5 separate regions of the Mus musculus genome follow, and regions 1, 2, 3 and 5 are each linked to region 4. Evidence: chromatin contacts called from public HiCAR-type, Micro-C and promoter capture Hi-C data. All regions are on one chromosome and are shown on one strand. Each heading gives the region's core, a stretch centred on a gene start, on an enhancer-like site or on the middle of the called end of the contact. The rest is flanking DNA. Distances are from core to core; before and after follow the strand shown. Region 1 holds the start of Tcl1 (T cell lymphoma breakpoint 1). Region 2 holds the start of D430019H16Rik (RIKEN cDNA D430019H16 gene). Region 3 holds the start of Serpina1e (serine (or cysteine) peptidase inhibitor, clade A, member 1E). Region 4 holds the start of Gsc (goosecoid homeobox). Region 5 holds the start of Syne3 (spectrin repeat containing, nuclear envelope family member 3).

What was found. Promoter capture Hi-C pulls out the DNA fragments that hold promoters and counts their contacts. A called contact is a pair of places that touch in the nucleus more often than the background predicts. HiCAR-type assays count read pairs that join an accessible place to other places. Capture Hi-C pulls out chosen DNA fragments and counts their contacts.
Region 1: a contact with region 4 is called in a Micro-C map of embryonic stem cells, with 2.4 times the contacts expected there. The contact joins the promoter of Tcl1 here to the promoter of Gsc in region 4. A contact is called at or near these places in 2 of 39 promoter capture datasets (hippocampal neurons and pre-B cells), 1 of 484 Hi-C or Micro-C datasets (embryonic stem cells) and 1 of 9 other capture datasets (embryonic stem cells).
Region 2: a contact with region 4 is called in a promoter capture Hi-C map of hippocampal neurons, with 6 times the contacts expected there. The contact joins the promoter of D430019H16Rik here to the promoter of Gsc in region 4. A contact is called at or near these places in 2 of 39 promoter capture datasets (hippocampal neurons and pre-B cells).
Region 3: a contact with region 4 is called in a promoter capture Hi-C map of liver. The contact joins the promoter of Serpina1e here to the promoter of Gsc in region 4. A contact is called at or near these places in 6 of 39 promoter capture datasets (the 3T3-L1 cell line, the HPC-7 cell line, hippocampal neurons and 2 more) and 2 of 9 other capture datasets (adipose tissue and liver).
Region 5: a HiCAR-type map of embryonic stem cells shows a contact between it and region 4, with 3 times the contacts expected there. The contact joins the promoter of Syne3 here to the promoter of Gsc in region 4. A contact is called at or near these places in 8 of 39 promoter capture datasets (cranial neural crest, embryonic stem cells, frontonasal cranial neural crest and 4 more), 2 of 484 Hi-C or Micro-C datasets (both in embryonic stem cells), 6 of 115 datasets of contacts at active chromatin or transcription factors (embryonic basal ganglia, embryonic stem cells, fibro-adipogenic progenitors and 1 more) and 1 of 9 other capture datasets (embryonic stem cells).

What each region holds. Positions count from the first base shown.
Region 1 is chr12:105,221,370-105,224,069 of GRCm38.p6, forward strand. Tcl1 (T cell lymphoma breakpoint 1) reads right to left here and starts at 1,368. Exons shown (of 4, transcript NM_009337.3): 1 at 1,164-1,368. The coding sequence starts at 1,283.
Region 2 is chr12:105,452,537-105,455,236 of GRCm38.p6, forward strand. It overlaps D430019H16Rik (RIKEN cDNA D430019H16 gene), which reads left to right and starts at 1,320. Exons shown (of 2, transcript NM_001252508.1): 1 at 1,320-1,614. The coding sequence starts at 1,588.
Region 3 is chr12:103,955,503-103,958,202 of GRCm38.p6, forward strand. Serpina1e (serine (or cysteine) peptidase inhibitor, clade A, member 1E) reads right to left here and starts at 1,395. Exons shown (of 5, transcript NM_009247.2): 1 at 1,355-1,395.
Region 4 is chr12:104,471,913-104,474,613 of GRCm38.p6, forward strand. It overlaps Gsc (goosecoid homeobox), which reads right to left and starts at 1,324. Exons shown (of 3, transcript NM_010351.1): 1 at 849-1,324; 2 at 81-340. The coding sequence starts at 1,203. It overlaps Gm10000 (a long non-coding RNA gene), which reads left to right and starts at 1,618. Exons shown (of 6, transcript XR_381874.2): 1 at 1,618-2,670.
Region 5 is chr12:104,997,363-105,000,062 of GRCm38.p6, forward strand. It overlaps Syne3 (spectrin repeat containing, nuclear envelope family member 3), which reads right to left and starts at 1,315. Exons shown (of 19, transcript NM_001042699.2): 1 at 1,170-1,315; 2 at 109-240.

The sequences.
Region 1 (2,700 bases), core at 118-2,617, 750 kb after region 4:
TCAGAGCAGACCAGTGTGTGGGCCTTACACTAAGCACTCACACGAGCTCACACGAGTGTGGTTCCCCCCCCACCCCCAAGGCGAGAACAGTCCCTGAGGAGATCAGGTGAATCTGTTAAGTCAGATGGTGGTGCCAGGTGTGTAAGCGCCACCATTCACAGCCCATGAGTCAATAATCGAACCGCTGTTATCAATTACTCTCTTTTCCTTATTAATACAAGTGAACGCTCACATGTTTAAAACCCTGGCTTCCTCAGTCATGGGAAACAAACCCTGCCCTGCCGTTTGCTACCAGGCTCCTGATCAGACAGCGCCTATCACAGCTCTGGGCTATTCTCTGGTTCATGGTTTGGGTGAAAAAGCTTGCCGTTAACCTGATATTTAAAAGAAATATCCACCCATGTTGTCTTCACACATCTGACTTAACGTTAAAAAAAAAAAAAGAAAAGAAAAACCAACTAGATATATGTAAATTTAGCATTGTAAAATGACAACAAGAGTGTAAATTCAAGAGCCCAGAATTGTGGCTCCATCGTTTGCTAGCGGTGCCCCGAGTCCGCGAGGCTCGCAAGCTCCACCCTCTGCTAGCGGCACCCCATGTCTGCATCTGCGTCTGTGAGGCTCACAAGCCCCACCTTGGTTGGAGTGGAGACAGTTCCCAGGTCCTAGCGCTTCACACACAATCTCAGCAGTTTGCTTTTAAAGCGTTCTTTGGCTTTACAAGTGGAACACTTTTCCGGAAGGTGCCTCTAGAAGAGATTTCTTTTGAACACCAACATTAAGGCCCATACCGAGGCTTCCGCACGCAAAACGAGGTTAAATCGTATTACTGACAGTGGATACTACTAGCTACCTTAAAGATATTCCAATTTTGTGGTTTAGGAAAGCCTTGTTTCACCCCGAATGATAGTCACACACACTCACACACACACACACACACCAGGCAACGTGGGAGAGGGGCTTGTCCACTGAGCTCGGGGCGCTCCCACCCTCCTCCAGGCCCACAGGCCCGAGTCAAACGACGTTCATCTGAGGTCTCCCTAGCCCTCCTGTTTCAGGCACAAGGGACCCTCTGTATCCTGGTCTCCTGCTACCAGCATCCCCCAGACCCAGACAGGGCATATCCCTGCTGCCCCACCTGCTAGCCCCATGGCGGTTGGTACCTTGATGACTACGGGCAGCCAGCTTCGACGAAACTCATCCAAGTACACGTGCTTCTCCCAGATCCACAGGCGGTTGGGGTGTGCAGGTGTCTCTGCCCTGTGTGCCCGCTGGGTAGCCATGGCATCCGATAAGAGCAAGAAGCAGAAAATTGCAATGCCAGTCCGTGATAAAACTGCTTCCTACACGGTGAGCATGAGAAACGCGTCTATTTATCACTACCAGGTGTGGGCCTGTGCCCCCTGGAGCGAGGCAGGGCGGAACGGGGCGGGGCAGAGTAGTGTGGGTGGGGCGAACCACAAGGATGGTATGCAGGACAACAACGTGGACTTCTGGAACAGGGGCAAGGTCTAGGCTTGCAGACCTGACCCCATCAAACCTAGGGTTCTTCAAGGCCCCCAGAAGATCTTGTTTTTCTCCAGGTACACCCGGCCACAGGAAAGGTCCTGTCAGGAAACACTGCCCTATGCTTCCCTTATGGTGAGACCCCTAGTCAGCTACTTTGTGTGACTGCTCAAGCCACACCCCGATGGCAGGCCATTCACTGCGAGGTCCATCTACATATCTTCCTCCCGGGTTCTCTCTGTCACCTTCAGTCTGTCCTTTTTGGGTGTCCCAGTTTCCTTTGCAAAGTTCAGTCCCCTCCCTCTTTGGCACATGACTTTTTCCATGGCTCTGACGAGGCGGCTGTGGCCTTGCGAAACCTACTTTTGAAAACATGGGTTTGCTGTCTTTGTGCTCGGACTTAGTGAACGCATCATTCCAGACCCATGCCTAAAAAGAAACCCTCCCAGCCCAAGATCAATGGGTTTGGAAAGTCTCTGAGTTGCTCAATCAAAACTGTCTCATTGTAAACAAATAAGGAAAAACAACCTCTCTTTATTTTACAGTAACTCGTGTCCATTAAGGCAATTAAGAAATTAATGGAAAACATGTAAAACCCAGCTCCAGGCGGGTTGCTTCAAACAGCCCTGCAGCTCGCGGTTCTGGGCCTCACCCGCCCGTTCCCTCTCACCCTCTCACTGAGGACCAGTGGAGGAAGCCGTTGGTGGTCTTTGGGAGGTCAGTGAATGATCAGGTGTGGACATCTGGTCAAATCTGCCAGATGTGCCAAGATGGGCTGAGGCCAGCCAGGTGTGTTCAGATTAATTGGGGGGGGGGGGGGGGGAGAAGAAAACAAAGAAAGCCAGGCGTGGTGGCACATGCCTTTAATCACAGCACTTGGGAGGCAGAGGCAGGCAGATTTCTGAGTTCAAGGCCAGCCTGGTCTACAAAGTGAGTTCCAGGACAGCCAGGCCTACACAGAGAAACCCTGTCTTGAAAAACCAAACCAAACCAAACCAAAAAACACCAAAGAAAAGACTGAAACCCAGCAAGCACAGCTCTGAGGGACCTTGGCCTTCAGTATTCAGACTGGAGGCTTTCAGGCTGATTTCCCTGTAGATAGGCTCTTTGTCGCCAGACCCAGAGAGCTGCAGAGAAATGAAGACTTTTGGAATAAGCTTGGTGTGGAGGTTCTGGGTGAGCACAGCCTTAGCA
Region 2 (2,700 bases), core at 70-2,569, 980 kb after region 4:
TAATTGTGAGCCTGAGCCTTTCATGGCTGGGCCATTTCTCCAGCTCCATTTATTCTTTCTGTGTGACTGCATGGAGGAGGCATTGTTGTTTAAGTTGTACACCACACATGCACACACACATACACACAATGCACACATACATACATATGCACTCACACATATGCACACATAAACACATAGACAAACACACACACACCTACAAACCTCTGCAAGAATGGCTTCATGGTGAAAGTGCAGTGGATGTGAAGGTTCTGGGTGGGCTGAGGAACTGCCAGGCCATAGAGCAGTCGTTCTCAACCTTGGCATCACGACCCCTTTGGGGTCAAATGACCCTTTCACAAGAATCGCATATCAGATATCCTGCATATCAGATATTTACATTACGAACCATAACAATAGCAAAATTACAGTCGTGAAGTAGCAACGAAAATAATTTTATGTTCAGGGATCACCACAGCATGAGGAACTGTATTGAAGGGTTGCAACATTATGTCGGTTAAGACCCGCTGCTGTAGCCCGGTGGGAACCAGTGGGGTTCCGGGGGGCACTGAGACTGAAGGCCAGTGCTTGGCCTGGAAGGGTGCAGAAGTGATAGATGCCAGAGTGAGGGAGCGAGGAAGAGTTGAGCCTGGAAGAGTTAGAGACCCAGGAAGCAAGAAAGGAAACAAACCGGAAGCACGGGGCAGGAGGTGGGAAGGAGAAAAGGAAGGGGGAGGGGGGAAAGAGACTGGAGGGATGGACACACACACTCCCAGAGAGCAACAGGCCCCTCTGGGTACCTCTGTGGCTCCCTTCACTGCATCGATAACCGTGACTTGGGCTACTTTTCTGGTAACTGAACCACAGGCACTGTTTGCAGGTTATGTATGCGATTCACTCCATGGTCTCCACTAAGGGCCTTCCTACAGCTCATCCTGTGGAGACATAATCCCTAGGTTCCGTTACTCCCATTCTACAAACGAGGATACTCAGATTCAAACGAGCACTAATTCACCCAAACCGCACAATACAAAAATGCTAGACTTTCCGCTTTGTTCTGCTCAGTTCAAGAGCCAAGCCTTCAGAAGTGTAGGAGCAGGGTTGCCACCGAAAGCCAGACACATCTACTCAAACAACTCCCGGAAAGCACTTTTGGGGCTGGAGTCAAGTGCCCTGGGAAGGGCACCCATCGCCCCAGCTGGCTCGCCTCAGACCTCACTTTCCCCATTTGGCCAGGGTAGAGAGAGGACTGCTAGAAATCAAGGGTCTGGCTTGGCCCGCCCTCGGGGGTGTGGTTGGGAGTGGTCACGTGGAGGGGCGCCGCGCCCGGGGTCTCCCGCCCACTTGGAGGCGTCTGGAGCCGAAGCCTGGAGCCAGCCAGGGCGCTGAGAGGGCTGGAGACTCGCCACCACGCCAGGGCTGCTGAGGTCACGGTCGCCGGGGCCCGAGGGCACCTGCTCGCGGTTCCGCCCGCTCTCTGATAATTGTGCGGGAGGCTGGACTCGCAGCGGCGACGGCGACGACAGCAGCAGCAACAGCGAGGACTGGAGCAGGGGCAGCAGCAGCAGCAGCAGCAGCAGCAGCAGCAGCCACACCAGCCGTGACACCATGGATCTGTCTTTTATGGCCGCTCAGGTAACCTGGAATCTTCCCCCCACGCGTCCTAGGGTCTCCAAGTTTGCAGGACCCCAGCCTCGCTGTCCTCCCGGGTGCATCTCTTGCATCCGTGGCCAGGTCCTTTGTCCCGAGCCGGGGAGCCCCACCTGGTGTACGTACTCGGGAGCTTGACTGTCCTGGATGGAGTGGCCCATACCCCTTGCACATCGAGGGGTGCAGTAGGGCTGTCTCCACTGAGCACCCCTACTTCTGAGAAAGACAGTTCCGAGGAGCCTGGGCAGTTGAAGTGGCCCCTCCCTGCCCAACCCCCACCCGCTGTTTGCTCTGGAGCCCCTGGACTGGCAGAGGGGAAGCTGCTCTCCCCATTCTGGTTTTGCTCGGCGCTGGTACTTGTTGGTGTCCTCTGGGAACCCCCCACCCCCTTTCTTCTCCACTGTGGGTGGGACTTTAGTCTCTAGCGCTCAGGAAGGCAGTGTGACAGGGCTTTGTGATAGAGATGCATGGTTTAAAAGCATTTTTGCTTTGTGCTGGGTTTGAGCAGGGAACCACCATCCGTCCCCACACAAAACAGGTTCCTCGTGGCAGGCGGACAAATGACCTCTTGGCGCTCTGCCTGGTCTCCGCTGCAGGAGAATCCCCTGAGTTGTGATCCTTGGTGTTCTCTTGAGCCAGAACAAAGACACACACCCTTTTCTGGGATTGTGTGTGGCCCCTGGGAAGACCCAGAGTCGACCATGGGTAAAGGCTACATTTGGCCGGACACAAGTCCCAAACCATGATATTTCACCTTCTGAGGTTGTGCTGGGAGCAGAGTGATAGGGGCGACATCCTGTCTCCTGGGTGCTTGTCAAGGACCTGCCCCCCCCCCCCCAACACTGCTGCTTGTTTTCCGGAGTGATGTTCGAAGGCACACTTTCGCCAGACTTTTGCCGGTGTGTTGGAAGTCTGTTTAAGATGTAACTTCAAAAGCCAGACTGGATATGGAGGGTTGTTCCCAAACGGGAACATCAAAGGAGCCAAAGTCCCCAAGTTGGCTCTGGGGAGTCAGGACCCCAGGCTTTGGGCTAGCTCTGAAGCAAGCAAGCTGTGAGCTCTAACAGCTCC
Region 3 (2,700 bases), core at 145-2,644, 520 kb before region 4:
AGGGAGAAAAACTGAGGTCCAGACAGGCTAAGTCACATTCTCAACCCCACAGAACCAGCTGGAAAAAGAGCTGGTGTTCAATCTCACACAGTTTAGTTCTAGGTTCTAGCCCTTTTCTATGTACAAAATTGAAGCCAGAACACTTGAAATAGATAGCAGAGGGCGGCTACTGAGGCTCCACTCTATACTAGTGCTAAAATGACAGGTCTAAGGCTGGATTGTTGCTCCTCTGTGTGACCCTACACCCCTTACTTTTGGAACGTCAGTTACCTGAGGAAGATTAAGTGAGTGGTTCAGAGAGCCAGTGTTCAGAGCTCCCAGAAGCACCTATCATTAGCTCTGGCTTTTTCAGGATATTTGTATCCTGGGAATCTGGCTGCCTCGCTCTTGCTTACATTACAAAAGAGCAGGATGATAAACCAAACCAATCTCCATAGAGCAAGGCTGGCCAGAGGGAATGGGTGAAGCTCTTCTGCCTAATAGAGCAGCGAGGTTAGAAGCTATCCAAGGCTACAGCCCAGAGGGGAAGATGTCTCAGTCAGCAAAATCAGGAGCCTGAAGTCTGGAGAAGCTGCCTCAGTTTGAATGGTAGGCTATGTATGATTGGGACAAACTATTATCCTCATCTCCTCATCTGTAAAATGGGAATAAGCCAGTAGCCTCCTCCATGAGGGGCTGTGGAGCTGAAATATTACATGAGTGCTTTGCTTAGAGATGGGACACCTTAGCACGCTCACTCAGGAAGTTGTCTCAAGCCAAGTCTCTCTTTCTCTCTCTCTCTCCTCTCTCTCTCTCTCTCTCTCTCTCTCTCTCTCTCTCTCTCTCTCTCTCTCTCTCTCACACACACACACACACACACACACACACACACACACACACACACACACACACAGATCTCCCAGGCCACTATGCTTGAGACAGCCACCGTGACCTACAGGCTGAGGTCCTAGTATGTGCATCTAGGGTATGGCTGGAGAGCCACAGCTCCCACTGTCCTTCTAGTCTTACCTTGCTTATCCACGATGCAGGGGGTGGGAGCAGGGCTGGAAAAGGGCATACAGGAAAGACTAGCAAAGGGTGGGCACTGTCTACATGGAAATGGCTGTGGCTGCACCTTGGCCCCTACACGTCTTTGTCTCCTGTCACCTGAAGATACTAGCTATCTACTGGGCAGCAAGGTTCAAGAAGGGAGCTTAGGGATTGATGTTCCCATGGCAACAAGAGGCCTAGGTGCCACAGGTGTGATTGACTTTATCATCCCTGTATTACCCCTGCTCCCAGAAGGGCTGCCTGCTTGGGAAGTGCAGAGACTCAGGGGCCCCTCCAATATTTCCCCTGGGAAAAATATACTCACAGCTTGCTGTCTCAGAGCTGGGTGGTGACCGAGGCTGAGGAGACAGAGCCCTGTCCTAGTCTGTATTTAAGCAGTGGGAGCCAAGGGGGATATGGGGGAGTTTGCTAGTGAATATTAACCAATGTCACCACAGTTATTGGTAGAGCAAACAGAGAGGGGCTATGTCCATCGATTGGGCACTGAGGTACCACCCACACTGTTCGGGACAGAGCTCAGCTCTCTCTGGTCCTAAATCAATGGAGTCTTAAGCAAAGCAGTTAGAACACCCATCCCTCATAAACACAACAAACACAACATCCGGTGTCCAAGGTGTGTCTGGTGTCCTGAGTCACATTGCCTCTAGGAAGACACAACATGGCTGGCTGGTCCTGTACTCTCCTGGGCAATGCTTGGGTTGCTCACATGTAAGCAAAGTCAATATTTACTGAGCCATCTGCTTCCAGATGCCTGGGGCAGAAGATTCACTGCCTCCACCAGGGGCTCAGAGTAGGTTATGTGCCCACCTGACAAATGGAGACACAGGACCAAAACAAAGAGATTGCTCCTTGCGAGTGTAGATATGAATTCTTTGTTTCCTTTGCAGGAGAATGGACTCTGACTGACAGGAAATTCCTGACAGGCTGGTGCACAGTGGCCAGGGGACAGGCTAGGGGGCAGAGAATAGCTCTGTAAGGAAGAGCTGGGCTGCCCTTAGAAAGGTTAATTGACCTCTCTGAACCAGAGACATTTCCAGAATGGCAGATTGGTAGCCATCATGGTTGCTAAGGGTACAGGAAGCTTGAATAAAACATGCGCATTGTAAGTCTTTTGTCTCAGTCTAAGAAGTTCTTTCCAGCCTTCCCATCTCCCACCCTCCCCTCCTCTGAGCTGGGCCTGTTCCACATTGATTCCAGGAAGCTAGTATGCGGATTTTCCTTCTAGATGGGGACTTTCCTTAGGGATGGGGAGACTAGGAAGGAGCAGTCTCTCTGCTCCGGGACATGGAGAGGGTGGTCACAGCTCTTGAAGGTCTGTCTGGTTTGGTTGGAGAAGGTTAGGTTTGAGGCAAATGGGCTCAATACTATGATCCTCTTCAAAATCTCGATCATATCCCATCAGCCCTGTGATGGGCACAGGTGGTGAGTTCACATTCCCACCCCCACAACCCCACTCCTCCTTGGTTCCAGCTCTCCTGCTCTCCTGGCCCTTGGCCGGGCACAGCAAGAATGAGGTGGATGAGTGATGGTCACATTTCCACCTTCTGCCAGTCACTGGCTCCCCTGTGATCCACCTTAGGACTCAGCCTAATAGATGTTCCACAGGATCCTACAGCGCCTGAGGTTAGACCTCAACCCATCAGACAAACC
Region 4 (2,701 bases), core at 74-2,573:
GGACCCGGCAAAAGCCGCGTGCAGGGAAGGACCGCTAGACGCCCCCACCCCAGCCCACCCCCGCTGGGGCTCTTGCCTACCTCCACCTTCTCCTCCCGAAGGTGCACCTTCCTGGCCAGCTGCTCCCGAGTGCCCACGTCTGGGTACTTCGTCTCCTGGAAGAGGTTCTCCAGGGCTTCGAGCTGCTCATCGGTGAAGATGGTGCGGTGCCGCCGCTTCCGCCGACAGTGCAGCTGGTTGAGCAGCTGCAGCTCAGTGCGCGACAGCGTGCCCACGTTCATGTAGGGCAGCATCTGGTGCGGCACCGGAGACACCAGTACAGAACCGGGGCCCTCGTAGCCTGCGACAGAGAGAGGGACGGGAGTCAGTCATCCTCCCTCGGCACCGTAAGCCAACCCGCTCGCTGCCCTCGCTCACTTAAAAATAAAAAAAGTCTGCAAGGGGCGCTATGTCTTTGGGGGGCACCGAGACCAGGGATGCCCAGACGTGGAAGGAGCGTCTGCCTGCACACATCCAAAAGCCAGTTCAGGCACTTTAGAATCTCCCCGCGTCCTCACTTCATTCCCGCGCGCGCGTGGAGTCGCCCCGAGACTCCCGGTGACTCGGCTTTTTAAACTCTAACCTAAAGTTTACAGTAGACGTATGCAAAGTCCCCGTACCCGGTGACCCAAAAATATATTAATTAATTAAAAGTAAAAGATAAATAAATAAATGGGAGAACGGGGAAGGCTTGCAAAGGGAGAAAGTTGGTGCCAGGTGAGTAAAGCAAGCAAACCGCGCGTCCATGCCCCGGCAGCCACCGACTGCCGCAGTGGCGAAGGCCGGCTCGCGAGCGATCGCGACCCTACCTGGGGGCGTCGGGACGCAGGAGCACTGCTGGGCGCCCAGCGGCGGCACAGCCCCGCAGCAAGCCGGGCCCACGGGCGCCGCCTGCACGTGCAGCTGCCCGTAGAAGTAGCTGTTGTAGCCCAGGCGGGAGCTGCCGACCGCGGCCGGGAGGCCCGCGCCTCCGGGGGCCACAGGGCGCGGGTAGAAGGCGCCGTAGTCCGAGGAGGTGCCGCCGCCGGCGCCGTAGAGCGAGTCCCCGTGTAGAGCCGGGAAGACCACCGGAGCCGCGGCGCTGGGCGCCACCGGGAGCACCGCGTCTTTGCAGCGCGGCCGGGCGGCCAGGATGTTGTCGATGCTGAACATGCTGGCGGGCATCCCCGAGCCCCGCGTCGGGACCGGGGGGCGGCGGGGACGCGCCGAAGAAGAAGAAGTCTCCAAGTGGTGTTGTTTGGGGTGGGGGTTGGGAATTGTCCCACTCTCTGCTCCCGCGGGCGAGCAAACCGAAAGAGAGCGCGGGCGAGCGCGCAACTCGCGCCCCTCCCCGCCCCCTGCGTCCGAACTCCCTCCTCCCGCCCTCTCCTCCCCTCGCCGCCGCCTAGCTGAACTCAACCCGCGGGTAGGACGCAGCTCCGACCGGCTCAACCTCTTGTTGGTTTTATACTGAGTCGACGTCATCCTGGATTTAGTTCCTGGTAATATGCAGATGACAAACAGAACCAGATTTGGTCCTTTTCTTTTCCTTTGGGTGGTGTGGAATGGGGAGGTGGGGGTGGGCGGGGGGCGCTTGCAGGGGAGGGGGAGAGATGCCAAGAGGAGGGGGGCCACAGGGCCTGAAAAAGATTGTGGATTGAGAATTAATGAAATTAACCTAATCTTTTCCATTCGGCAGCCCCGGCGCGGCCCCGGCCTTGCTGGGCGGGCGGCCTAATTGCCCAGGTTAATCTTATTAATACTATTGTCCTGCCGCCGTTAACAACTCCGCCGCCGACCTCTCCGCCCCGACCCTTTTCTCTCTATTATGGGGTGCGATTTCCTATGGTTGTAGCTCAAATTCATTGTGGCTAATTTTACTTTAGGACTACTTTTTACTCTCTTTCGGAATCTGTTTGCTTTTAAGAAATGAGGGTGGCTGTGTCCTCCCTCAACTAAGACTGAAAGTGCCCCCCCCCCGCAGCCAACCCCCTACCCCGTGAACTCACTGCCTAATTTCACTTCTCCACCCCCCCCTCCGTCTCTTTCCCAAAATCTTTTGTTTTTGCGAAAGCCAAATTTTCTCAGAGCAAAAACCATGAAAGTAGAAACGCGTCCGCCTTCGTACAAGTTGTCTTTTTTCTTCTTCTTCTTCTTAAAGCGGTCACTCTGGGTCTGAAAACTACCCTGACTCTCCCTAGCTCCTAACACACCAGTGAAGAGCAAATTCAGCCAGTCTTTAAAATTCACCACCCAGAGGAGCGCTCTGAAGCGATGCTTCCAGAGGCTTCCCGCGTGGGTGCCGATAGGTTCTGTGTATTTTTGATTATTAGTCTGGGAGAAGGGGTGCCTTCCCCCCCCCCAAAAAAAATTTTTTTGGCTTTAATTCTCGTGGGATCTACCGGGACTGCCTGTCTCCTTTCTCAACATATTGAGTGGCGTCCCTCTCTCAATCAGCGAGCTCTCCGAAAGGCCTCTAGCTGTCCTTCCAGGCCCGCGCTGGCCTCCGGGGGACCCCAGCGGCCTGGACAAAAGTCGGGCCACTGCGGGCGGCCGTGATGATTTGCGGGATTCTCCGTGAGGCACGGCCGAACCGCGGGAGGCGCAGCCAGCCTAGATCTGCGCGCTGGCGGCTGGGCGACCTGCGGGAAGGTAGGCGACCCTCTGGGCAGAACGAAAACAG
Region 5 (2,700 bases), core at 65-2,564, 530 kb after region 4:
GGGAGAGGACTTTGCTCAGGAAGAGGTCAGTAAGGAAGAAGAACAGTGGCGGTGGCTGGGAAAGGCTCATACACGGAGTGGGAGAACACATGCAAAGGCATGAATTACCTTCCCGGTCGCTTGTCTCCAGCACGGAGGAAACAAGGAAGACTCTCCAGCCCACACATCCACAGGGACAGGAATTATTAAGCACAGGGTTCCAGACAGGCAGGGTTGGCCCCAGGATAAGAAAGCTTCCACCTGCCTAGCAAAGAGAGGAACAGGGCCTTGGAGACTTCTAGAACATGGAAGTCCGAAGGGGACACCCATCCCTAGTCAGAACCGCAGGGCTAACCTGGGGTAATGTCCACCATCTGGGTGATCACTGGTCCTGGTTAGCTGGGCACTTTTTTAGTACTAAGCTCAGATGAATATTCTGTCTGAGGCGAATTGAGAACAGCTGACCAACCACTTCCACCTTCCTCTCCCCTCCCGAGGTCTGCCCGTCCCCTCCTCTCTCAGCCACTCGCAGAGTCCTGCAGCCTGCGGTATGCTCTCAGAGGCAGCCAGAAACCAAGCAGCTTGTCCTGGGGACCACAAGGGATGCCTTCACTAGGGACCAATGCCTGGGTGTCCCCATCTCTAGCAGATGCACAAGACCCTGGCTTAGTTCATCCTGCTTCTAAAGACAGCTGCCTCTGATCAGGCATTGCCTCCTGCGAGCTCCCCGAGGCCTCCTCCCAAGCCTGATTTGACTTTCAGAGTGACGCTGCCCAGCAAACACCCAATCAACTGAGGAGGCAGCATCCCTGAGGACACACCCACCTCCACAACACAGAGAAAACCAAAGCTAGCAGAGCATGCTGCCCATGCCTGAAATCCCAGCACTTGGGAGGCTGAGGCAGGAGGATTGCCACAAGTTCAAGACCAGCCTAGGTTAAAAAGCCATTATCAAGTCAGGGCTACACAAGACTTAAAAACTTAGAAACAAATAAAACAACACATAAAAAATTAATAATCACCATACTATAAAGTGAAATTTGATGCTGAATTTTAAAATACAAAACACCAAGGTTAAATCTTGCCAGAGATTTATCTCCAGTGTTCGCTTCACAGCACCTGGAAGACAACATTCTTCCAAATGGACATTCCACAATCCTGGTTTTAGAACCTTCTGGAACCTTCCTCACCTGTCCAGAAGAAACTCAGAAAAACATGATCCTTCCCAAATGTTTGTCTGTAGGCTGGAGTCTCTAAATTGGAACTCTATGTGAAGATACGCCCTCAGTCTGGAGCCACGCCTAGCTGTGGGACCCCTCAACAATGCTGGTCCTCCAAGACTGCCAGGCACAGCAGGAAGGAGATATGAGAGCCCTCACCCCAGGGTAAAGGCGATGATTAAATTAATCCCTGTCAGCAAGCTCCCAGATCAACGGGATGTAATCTCCCGCAGGGCCCTGCAAGGGCATTGTTCGGAAAGAGCTGGGTATTTGCTGAGCAAATGAGCAAATAAGTTATCTAACCCTAGCTCCCAGTCAATCAGCAGTCACAGCACTGAGACCTGCTTCAGACCATTGTGGCTGGACTCAAACTCATGGCGATGCTCCTATCTCAGCCTTCCAACACACAGGGACTACAGGTATGAACCATGTTCAGTCCTGGGAACCCACAGGGTTCTACCCTGCAGCTCAGGGCTCCTGAATGACCAGTTTACTGTGTTTCGGGAAAGTACCAGGCCCCTGTGGGCACTGAAGTCTTGTAATATCGTCACCAAATTTACAGGACAATAATGGCTCCAGGGAAAGATCTTGACGACCAGATAGAGCATCTCAGAATGCTTTGGGGAAGAGGCAAACACATCATGTTGAAAGAATTCTCCACGCCAATCCCAAGGGCTGACGTAAAGCCTCCTGGGAAACTCCTTTGTTAACCCTCAACCACTCCAGTGTAGCCTAGCTCCCTGGAGTGTCCTGGGTCCTCAGCACCTGAGGTGAGGTTTCCTTCAGGGTGTCGGCCCCACCCTTCAGCCACGTGTACACAGGACATGCCCGGACCTGCACGTGCTCAGTCTCCCCAGCATGGGGCAGGGTTGCCAGGGGCCCTGCAAGCCTGCCTCAAAGCCATGAAAGAAGCCGGAGCCGACCACAAAAAGTGCAGATGGTTGCTTCATTCACTCCTGACTTACATTTATATTAAAGGGAAACTTTGTATCTTTCCCTCAAATGAGGAAACAGGATCAATGGTGAGTCTATTACACATCCTAAGAAATTAGCCCGCTGGACAGACACACACCCAAGAACTTCTTCTGTTTGCACAGAAGTCTTCACCTTGATAGAGAGTGAAGGAAGTAACAGAAAGAGGACACATTAGTGCCACCCAGAAGTGTCCCCAACTGTCCCAGGCCAACCCAGGGCTCTCAACTATCCCTGCCCATCAGGATTGCCTAAGAGTTTCCAGAAGAAACAACCTCACTTCCAGAGACTTCTAATTCTACTGGCAACGCAAGTGACCATGAAAACATCCTATAAACAGAATTGTTCAAAGAACCAGAAAGGGCCAGGGATGTAGGTCAGGGAGCAGAGAGAGTTCTTGGGTAGCACACACACAGCCCGGGGCTCAATTGCCAGCACCACCTATACCAAATGTGGTGGCGGCACACGCCTGTAATCCCAGCACTTTGGAGGTGGAGGCAGGAGGAGCAAGGAAGTCAAGGTTGTCCCT